Regions from separate parts of the Mus musculus genome. Here region 1 is linked to region 2. A link is a contact called in public Hi-C data. All regions are on one chromosome and are shown on one strand. Each heading gives the region's core, a stretch centred on a gene start, on an enhancer-like site or on the middle of the called end of the contact. The rest is flanking DNA. Distances are from core to core; before and after follow the strand shown. Region 1 has its middle 230 kb from the start of Gm42300. Region 2 holds the start of Dmac1 (distal membrane arm assembly complex 1).

Region 1 (4,815 bases), core at 2,165-4,664, 540 kb before region 2:
GTCTTGTACAACTTTGTTTATGCAAGTTAATGGTCATAATACCTCTGTAAACAAGCATGTTTGTTCTGGATAACCAAGACATCGGTTTGCTAAAGTGAATGTAACCTTCATATTACCTGTAAACAAGATATGTGTGTGGCTGAACATAGGTGGAATGTGTTCTTGATTGCATATAGCAGGAAGTACATAACTCTGATTGCACAGAGGGAGCAAGTAGGAGGCTGTAAGGCAGCGGGTGTTGGGGGATAAAGGGAGTGGGAGAAAACCAGAGTCTTGCCAGAGTTTCGGTGCTCTGGGTGGGTAGACGCAGATCACACACTCTCCTCGTGGCCCCAGGGAGGTGTCTGGCTGTGGGAAGCCCAGACCATAGCCCACAGGGGGTGAACAAGGGGCAGTTCGAGGTCTCTGGACCTCACAGAAGTCAGAGTTAACAGGTTCTCAGTCTTGGGCATCCCAGATGCCTCTGGACACCTTGGAAGAGCTAAGAACAAAGTGGGGCCCCAGGGCCAGCTTGGTCAACGCCAGGGCTGAAGAGAGGAGAGGTCATGGAAAGTGGGGTGCTGGGTGGTCCTAACATGGGCGAGAATCCTTGGTTCTGTCTGTGGCTGGAGCTCAAGAAGGCCTTTGGGTGGTAGGGGAAAGCCTATCCCATCATTCAAGTAAGGCTGGCCTTGATGAGCAGAGATGATCTATAGTTTTAGTTTTATTGTAGAAAGCCGGAGAAAAAGAGAGAAGGTAAAAAGAAAGAGAGAGGCTGGCCATAGCCACTTGGAGAAAGGGAGGAAGGGAGAGGAGAGTGAGAGTGAGAGAGAGAGAGAGAGAGAGAGAGAGAGAGAGAGAGAGAGAAGGAGGGCTAGAGATGATAGTAAGAAAGGTGAGAGCTTAAGAGAGCAAGGAGGGGCCAAGCAGTTTCTTTTATAGTGGGCTGGGCTACCTTGCTATTGCCAGGTAACTGTGTGGAGGAGCATACCTGGCTATAGTCAGGTAACTGTGGGGGTGGAGTCTAGCCAGAATACCAGGGGCTTGGGACATTGTCTGTGTGACTTATAGTCACAGGATTATGGAGTTGGTGGCTCTGTGGTGTCAGGCACCTGTCTCTGGGAATATGGCTCACTGTTTCATCTCTTGTAGAGTTTTCTACTCGGTCTTCGGAGCAAGCATCACTCAACAAGAACAGGCTGCCTTTCACAGTCCCACAGGAGGCCTTGTGACTTTTACTTTTACAAGTCCCTGAGTAATGTAATCTGGTGCACATTTGGGAATCCTGAGACCTGAGTGTACTCCTGAATCTGAATAAAAGTCTTTGTTGTTGTTGTTGTTGTTATATATTCATGGTCAGACTGGTGAACCTCTGAGTGACCACAGGCCCATAACAATTTCAGTGGGAGATATTTGGTTAGCATGAGAAATGCCTGAGTTAGACCTCCAGGACTGCTAGAAAGGCAAAGAAAACATGTGTCACATTGATGACTTTCAAGTTTCTTTGTGTCCATCCATAATCTAACATTCAAATATCAATCCTACCATCAGCTTAACATCTTTGCTGGAAATTTCACATTCATCTTAACCTATGCCTTGAATTTGACTATTGACTCCCTCTTTCTACCTATCCTGCTTGTTTTGATAATGGCAGTGGCTATACCAACTGGAGTCTGCTCTCGCACCAAATATGTAGGCAACCACCATTGGCTCTTTTTGTTCCCATAGACTCCATATGATGGAAGGCATGTATTAGATGTCAGACCATGGTAATGGTACTGTGGTTGGAACGTTAGCAGGTGGAGTTTATTTATTTATTGAGCCAGGCAATTTATGACGTAGCACACAAGAATAAACTAAGCAAAGTTTAAGAATAAACAAAACTAGTAAACCTTTACTATCCTTGGACCCATAGCTAGAAAGTGTGCTTAATTTTAAGGATCCTTAGACCTAGTTTTAAACAAGAGGGTAAGTTTTGCACATGTTCCTTCCCTGGTGTTCTGGTTCTGCAAGGGGCTATGAACTGTTAAAAACACAAACTCCCAAATCATCCCCATAGCATTTTGATGTACAGCCTCACCTGAAGGCACAAAGTAGGGAGCCTATCTGTCTTCTGTGTTTCCCAGGTAAGGAGACCCTGGAATAAGTGGCTTACTCTGGGTGGCAGCTTGCACATTGCTCTTCGGAAACATCAATACTTCCTAGTGATACATACTCAACCTTGAGCTCAGGCTTGCAGAGGAAACCTAGCTGATGCTAGAGCCACAGAGACACAGTAACATGTAAGTTATTTGTGGCTTTGGCATGCTTGCCTTTTGTAAATGACAGATTCACATGGTTGAACCTGATTCCTAGGTACACAGCAATGTGTTTAAAAAAGATACTGCTATGAGAAAACAACCTGATGCCTTAGGTCCAGTGTATCCTTAAGCAGAATATATTCCCATTCACTGTGGAGCACGTTCCTTTGACTCTACTCTAAATGCTCTGCCATCAATAATTAAATGCATCTGGTGTACTGAAGCACACACACACACACACACACACACATGAAATGGGAGGAACATTTTACACTACTCATCCTTTTTCTACTGGGCAGTTTATTGAAGAAAGAAAAATGCAAAATGCAATTCTCTAGCCTAAATTATGCTAGTTTTTGTTGTGCTGCATGCATTCACGCTCCAGTGGCACTAACTGACTTCATTTATAGGACACGCGTGAATTTGAACTTACAGTACAATAGAGAAGGAAACAGGTTGTGAACACAAGCAGCCAGTGACAATATCAGGGAAACACTGAAAGAAATGGGACATAACAAGCTACGACTAATTATTTAACTGAGGTGGTGAAACCCTCTTGGCAGGAACAAAGTTACCAAAGACACATTTGTATTTCTCCCTTCAGCTATCAAACTATTGAAACGATGGTTCCCCCAGTGAATCAGCATTTCTCCCAGAACCTTGTGCTGTGGGAAGAAAAGGCAGAAGACTTACTCTAGCCAGAAGAGTTTGTCTCCCAAAGAAAAGATTTCACCCAGTTGTGACAGACAAGTTGTCAGACTACCTTCCAGGAGAGATTGGAGTCAGACAATGAGGGGGTCACAGGGACAGGACCACTCCAGGACCAGAGCTGCCTATTTATGCTGCCTCTTGCCATCAATTAAACATTAACCTCAAACAAGGACCTTACCTATGGACTTGAATAAAACCCCTCCTCGGTTGGTCTCAGTTACTAGTTTCTTTAGTTGCTCAACTGCCAACAGGTGGCTTAGCTGATACAAGGGCTTAGGCTTTGATCTTCACAATGCTGATAAGAACTCTGGCAAGCTAGGGCATGGGGAAAAAAAAGACACATTTGGGGTGACAGCCACTCTCAATAAGCTGTCCCTGGAAGGAGAGGAAGATTGAATGTCCCATGCAGCTGCTACAATTACTTTATTGCATGGACTTTTCTTATCTTTCTACTTCAGCTGGCAGTAGCTGGTCTCCACATCTACTTGGTGAAACAGAGAGCTGAATACTTGGTCTTACCTTTGGTAAATTTCTACCTAATCTGTGCACTTTGCGTGTTGTTTCCTTTTAGATTAGGGTTCCCTTTGAGCTGTTTTGCTTCCTTTAAAATCACTTTTTATGGCTGCTATTTGTTGACCAGTTTGATCCTTCAGTTATAAACTGTTCACATGACAGGTCTTATCAATCTGGAAGCTATTTTTGAGTATATTTAGAATTGTATTGAACTACTTGTGTAACTGCCATGTAACGGGAAAGATGAAATATGTTTGTCTGTCTACTTTCTACTGAGTCACTGGAATCCTGTTGAACTGCAAGACACAGTGAAACAGGATTGTTGAGGAGACACTAAGGTCTTTACAACCATGGAAACATTGTTAATGCATGAGCTCTAGGGAGTAGTCTTTCATAAACTTGTGAAATCAGGGACAAGATCAAATCCATCCCTAGACTTTCTGAAAAATCAGAGAGAGCAAGCCTATGGTCACTTCAACTTAGAATGTGAAAAGCACTTATCTCATAAAAAATTATTCTTTTTAGCATTTAAATCACACACAGACACACACAGACACAGACACACACACACACACACACACACACACACACACACACACAGGGAGGGAGAGAAAAAGAGAGAGAGATCTTTTCAGCTTATGGAAGAGTTTATTAGGGCTTATAGTTTCAAAGGAATAAGAATCCATGACGGCAGTGAGGCACAACATCAAGTGGCATGGCAGGTTTGGATGCAGGAAGAGGATACTGAGCAATAACAACTTAAATTGCAATCAGGAAGTCACGAAGCAGAGACACAAACTGGAAGTGGAGTCAGGCTGTGACTTTGGTTTCTTTTGTTTTTAATGTTTGTTTGTTTCTTTTACTTTTTTTTAAATTAGTTGTTTTCTTCATTTAAATTTCAAATTCTATCCCCTTGCTTAGTTTCCTCTCCAAAATGTCCCTATATACCTCCCCCACCCCCCTGCTCCCCAGCCCACCCACTCCCACTTCCTGGCCCTGGCATTCCCTATACTGGGGCATAGAATCTTCAAACCTCCAAGGGTCTCTTCTCCCCATTGATGGCCAACTAGGCCATCCTCTGCTACATATGCAGCTAGAGACACAAGCTCTGGGGGTACTAGTTAGTTCATTTTGTTGTTCCTACTATAGGACTGTGGACCAGGCTGCCCTCAAACTCACAAAGATAAAATACTGGCATTTAAGGTGTGTACTAATATGCCTGGCTAGGTGCTACAAACTCTTAAAGCCCTCCTGCCTACAACTAGTGGGAAGGGACCCACTTCCTACAAGAAGTTAGCACTTCCTACATCTC
Region 2 (4,343 bases), core at 935-3,434:
AGACATAGTGAAAAGGAACAACAGAAATCATGAATTTCTAAAATGAAATTCTGTTGAATCATCTGGAAAGTTATGTAGCAGAATGCTAATTGAAAAGAGCTTCTTAATAGTCAAAGTTTTCAATCAGGAAAGTTAGCACCTGATCCCAAACTCATTTTTACATATGAAGAATTCTGAGTACCAGCAATTATAATAAATAGCCTCTGTTTCATTGCTGGCACATCACAAATATATGTAGCACAAAGGTATAAAATTAAAACTTTCCTAACATATCTTTTTCTATGATGTAACACATGGAGGCATTTGATTAAATATATGTATAGATATATAGGTATCCACAGAAAGCATGCATAATTTATTTCTATCCTCTATACACATGCACACACACACACACACACACACACACACACACACACACATATTATTCCAGTTTCCTTTAATTTTGTTTTGACCTATTTAACTACTTCTTTATTTTTACATTTTATCCTTTCCAAATATCACATTTTATTTGAGAAATTTAAATATTAAATTCCTCTTCAACAAAAACATTTTAAATGTTAATCAGAATGAGAAAATCTTTTGAAAATTGTTGCTCCATTTTTACCCGTTTTCTATAAAAGAAACCACCTAAACTCAAAAATAACATTTTCTTATATGACTTTTCCTTGGGAGACAAGAACAAACATTTACTAATCCCAGACAGGGCACTTGTGGACAACCTACTAGCACTGAAACAATTCTAAGCTTAGCTTAGTGAACCAGGAAATTTACTGAGCTGTTTCCTGAACCAAGGGTGACTATTTTGCTGAAAGGCTGACCCAGTATGGGGGTTACTCATGAAAGCTGAATCTCTGGGGCACTTTGCTCAATTTGGATGCCAACTCTGTAGGTCACAGTCCCCTCTGCCCAAGTTTTATTGTGTATATAACCTTAGGGTTGAATATTGTTTTTAGGAAATGATGAATTTGTTTTTTGAACCTTCTATGTTTCCTTTCATTCCTGGGTCTTTAGGAGCCTCCCTTCAGGTTAGAAGGTGTCAGTTTAGAGGAAACTGCTACATAAGAATTTAGTTTTTACCAATATCCTCCTGAGAACAGCAAGCACAAGAAATAGATAGCCAACTGTAAGCAGAGAGAATGAAAAGCGAGCTGAGACTGGAGTTGGTGACACCTGTTGTTTTGCAAAGACACAGTCAGAAAGATGCAGTCTTTTGTTTTCCATGTGTGTGTTGTGCATGTATATGTGTTTGCATGTGTGGGTACAGATGTGTGTATGGTCCCAGTTGCCTCTGGATACCAGGGATTACTGTCTAGAGTCTCTCTTGAATGCTTCTCACGTTATATGTTAAGGCAAGCACTCCACCTGAATCCAGAACTCAGATCGTGGCTAATGTAGCTAAACTGTTTCTCTTGTAGTTCATCTCCTTGTTCTGACTGAGAATTATAGATGCCCTGCCATACCCACTCAACATTCTGTGGGTTCTGAGCATCTGAACTTATCTTACATTTCCTGCCCGCAGAGCAAGCACTTTAACCACAGAACCATCTCCTCGGCCCTTTAAAGCTCATCTGACAGGATAAAAATGCAAAAGTGTAAAAAAAAGTCATTAACCTGAGTTTGCACCTAATTTTTTTTATGAGAATTAAAATCATAAATATGACACAATTGAGAGCACAACCTTAATAAACAAAGAGAGTATCCAGGTAATTCAAACACATTTTTAATATCTTGATTATATCTGTATATTTCTTTCAAAGTAAGTACAATGTGAAAACTTTGAGCCTTTACTGGTCTATCTTGTACTAGGAAACGAGTATGTTGAGAAACGGCAGAATACACAGAATTGCAATAGGTAAGCACTTGGGTAAGAACATACAATTACTTAGAATATAATCTCTGTTGATTAGACTTCATGCCAGGACCTTAGTTTGTGTTAGTCGGGAAGCTTAGAGATCCACAGTTTTTCTTTAAGAAGACTGAAATCTATACTTTCATAAAGTAGTATAAAACAGTTTCTAACACACCGGGATGAGGCAGCCTTGACTTTTGAACTTCTGGATTACACAAGCCTCTGAGGCGGCTGCAGCTCCGCCCTGTTCCGCCCGGCTCCTGCTGCAACTACATTTCCCAGAAGCGCGGCGGCTTTTACGTCAGCGTGCTGCTTTCCGGCAGCATTTTACAGCATTTCAAAGTGAAGGCTCGGCTCGCTGTGCACTCTTCTGACATGGGGTCCTCTTTTTCGGGGAGTACCGAGTTTTCCGCTCCTGCCCCCCCAACTGTTTCCACAGCGGTTCCCGCGAACCCACCCGCGAAATCCGCCGTGCCGGCCTCCCCCGCCCGGGACCCTGAGTTAAAAACCTGCTGGAGTTGTCGCGTGCTGTCGGGCTCTACACTCTTCGGGGCGGGCACCTACGTCTATTTGGTGGCCAGGCGGCCCCTGAAGCAAGGAATCCCACCTGGCCCAGGCACCGTTCTGCAGATGGTCATCGGCATCAGTGAGCAGGAGCGGGGACAGCGTGAGGGGTGGGGTGGGGTGGGTGATTACTGGGACGCCTTTCCCCTCACGGCCCTGTAAGAAAGATTACCGAATGATCGACCTTTCTTCTTCAACCATGAGAGGGTTAAATAAAATGCTTTATGCAGAGCACTGGGTAAACTAAAATGTAATATACAAAAGGCACTTTTTTTTCTTGTTCTTTTTTTCAGGTATTGCCTGTTGGGGTGTAGTTGTTCTGGTAGACCCCAAAGGGAAGAGCCACCCAGTTATTTGAAAATACCAGCAGTTCATTGTTGTCTATCATCACTGGCTTCTGGGCAGACAGAACAAGCGTTGGGTTGGTGGATATTCGTTGCACACACGGCCAAGGATGTACTTAACTGTAAGGACATACCGAGAAGATTGTGAAGATATGAGCTGTCATTCTTTGGCCATGGATGCTTACGGTTTACCCCCTCTCAGATTATAAAGAGACAAATAAACCCCTTGGAAGCAAACATGGTTCTCTGTCTTGTCCAGGGAGGTTATGTGCTGTTCAGTTTATACTGAAAGATAACGTTTTTGAGAACATATTAAAATGGGATAAATGATAAACCAACAGCAAAATAAACTATTTTTTAAATAATAAGTAGTTCTTTTAATTTTTCTAAACATATCAACAGTTATTGGCAACCTAACCCTAAATAGGTACATGAGAGTTTTTCAAACTTTCCAAATTATCTTCAAGTCCACCCCTGATTATATTATTGCATCTGAAAGCCTTGGACCTAGCCATTGGGTGTCCTTTAGTGGCTCATCCGTTCAGTGATGGAGCAAATTTTTCTTCCTAGTTCTGTCTTTCACAGCTGACTTAGTTTCAGAGAGCCAGGAGTTCCTTTATACATTAAATGTCAGTATGTAATAAAAGATGTAAATGAAAATATTTGAGAAAAATTCCAAAAGAAAAATCTGCTGATGGCTTTTTCCGTAGATATTTAGGATGAGTTTATAAGGGCTTTAAAAAGTTATAAAAGTAATGTATGCTTACTGTCAACTAATACTGAGGCTTCTCTGCAAGCATGTTTATTTAGGTGGTTCTTCAAAGCAGAAAAGGACTATGAAGTTCAGTACCAGTTTACAAGTTTTGACTACTATTTTGAGCAGATAATATTGTTCAGCTGGAACCTCTATACAAGCTGGGAAACCCCATCTACCTCCTTCTACCAACCCTGCATGCACTGGGAAAACTCACAAAGAATAGCACCCAAAACCCAGTTCTACATATCTGGGAGCCGATGCAGCCTGCCTTTCTGACATGGCCAGCCCACTCAAGTGCCCGCCAGTATATCCAGCTTTTGACCCTCCATACATGGACACAGCCCCAGCTCCTGGCCAACACACCATCTCCTGAGGTCTATAAAACCCTCGTGTCTTAGCCCTGACTGTAATATCCTCAGCCCTGGTCTTGGAGACTAAAGAATCTGCAAAGAAGGAGTGCCAAATCTGCATTTATTTATATCACCAAGAGAGAAAATACTTAATAATTATTACTTTAATATTCTTGAATTCTATACATTGAATATGAATTATTTTGATCATACCTCTCATGCTATTCTTTCAACTGCTTAGCTACCTCTGCAACCCTTCCTTTCAATAAGTTCCCCTCTTGTCTTTTTTTTTTTTTTAATGATACACCGAGTTTAATTAGGACTACTTGCATAAGTATAGGTAGGAATCTTAAAAATCTTAAAGTAATGAAGTGAATTTTGTTTTTTTGTTTGTTTCTGAGTATATCAGAAAATTGTCTATAATGACTGTAATGGTGCCATTTATTTATTTATTGTTTGGTTTTTCTCAACCTGACACT

Evidence for each region. A called contact is a pair of places that touch in the nucleus more often than the background predicts.
Region 1: a contact with region 2 is called in a Hi-C map of the G1E-ER4 cell line, with 3 times the contacts expected there. The contact joins the enhancer-like site here to the promoter of Dmac1 in region 2. A contact is called at or near these places in 1 of 39 promoter capture datasets (hippocampal neurons), 2 of 484 Hi-C or Micro-C datasets (both in the G1E-ER4 cell line) and 1 of 115 datasets of contacts at active chromatin or transcription factors (astrocytes).

The regions. Positions count from the first base shown.
Region 1 is chr4:75,817,945-75,822,759 of GRCm38.p6, reverse strand. No RefSeq gene overlaps it. Among named protein-coding and RNA genes, the nearest start is that of Gm42300, 230 kb to the right of the region's middle. Within about 2 kb of position 3,414, at least 10 of the 459 cell types and tissues checked have an H3K27ac peak or open chromatin away from gene starts, as enhancers often do. A contact at or near this core is called in the G1E-ER4 cell line, where this site is marked.
Region 2 is chr4:75,276,133-75,280,475 of GRCm38.p6, reverse strand. Dmac1 (distal membrane arm assembly complex 1) reads left to right here and starts at 2,184. Exons shown (of 2, transcript NM_025849.4): 1 at 2,184-2,495; 2 at 2,707-3,125. The coding sequence starts at 2,225. The coding sequence ends at 2,771.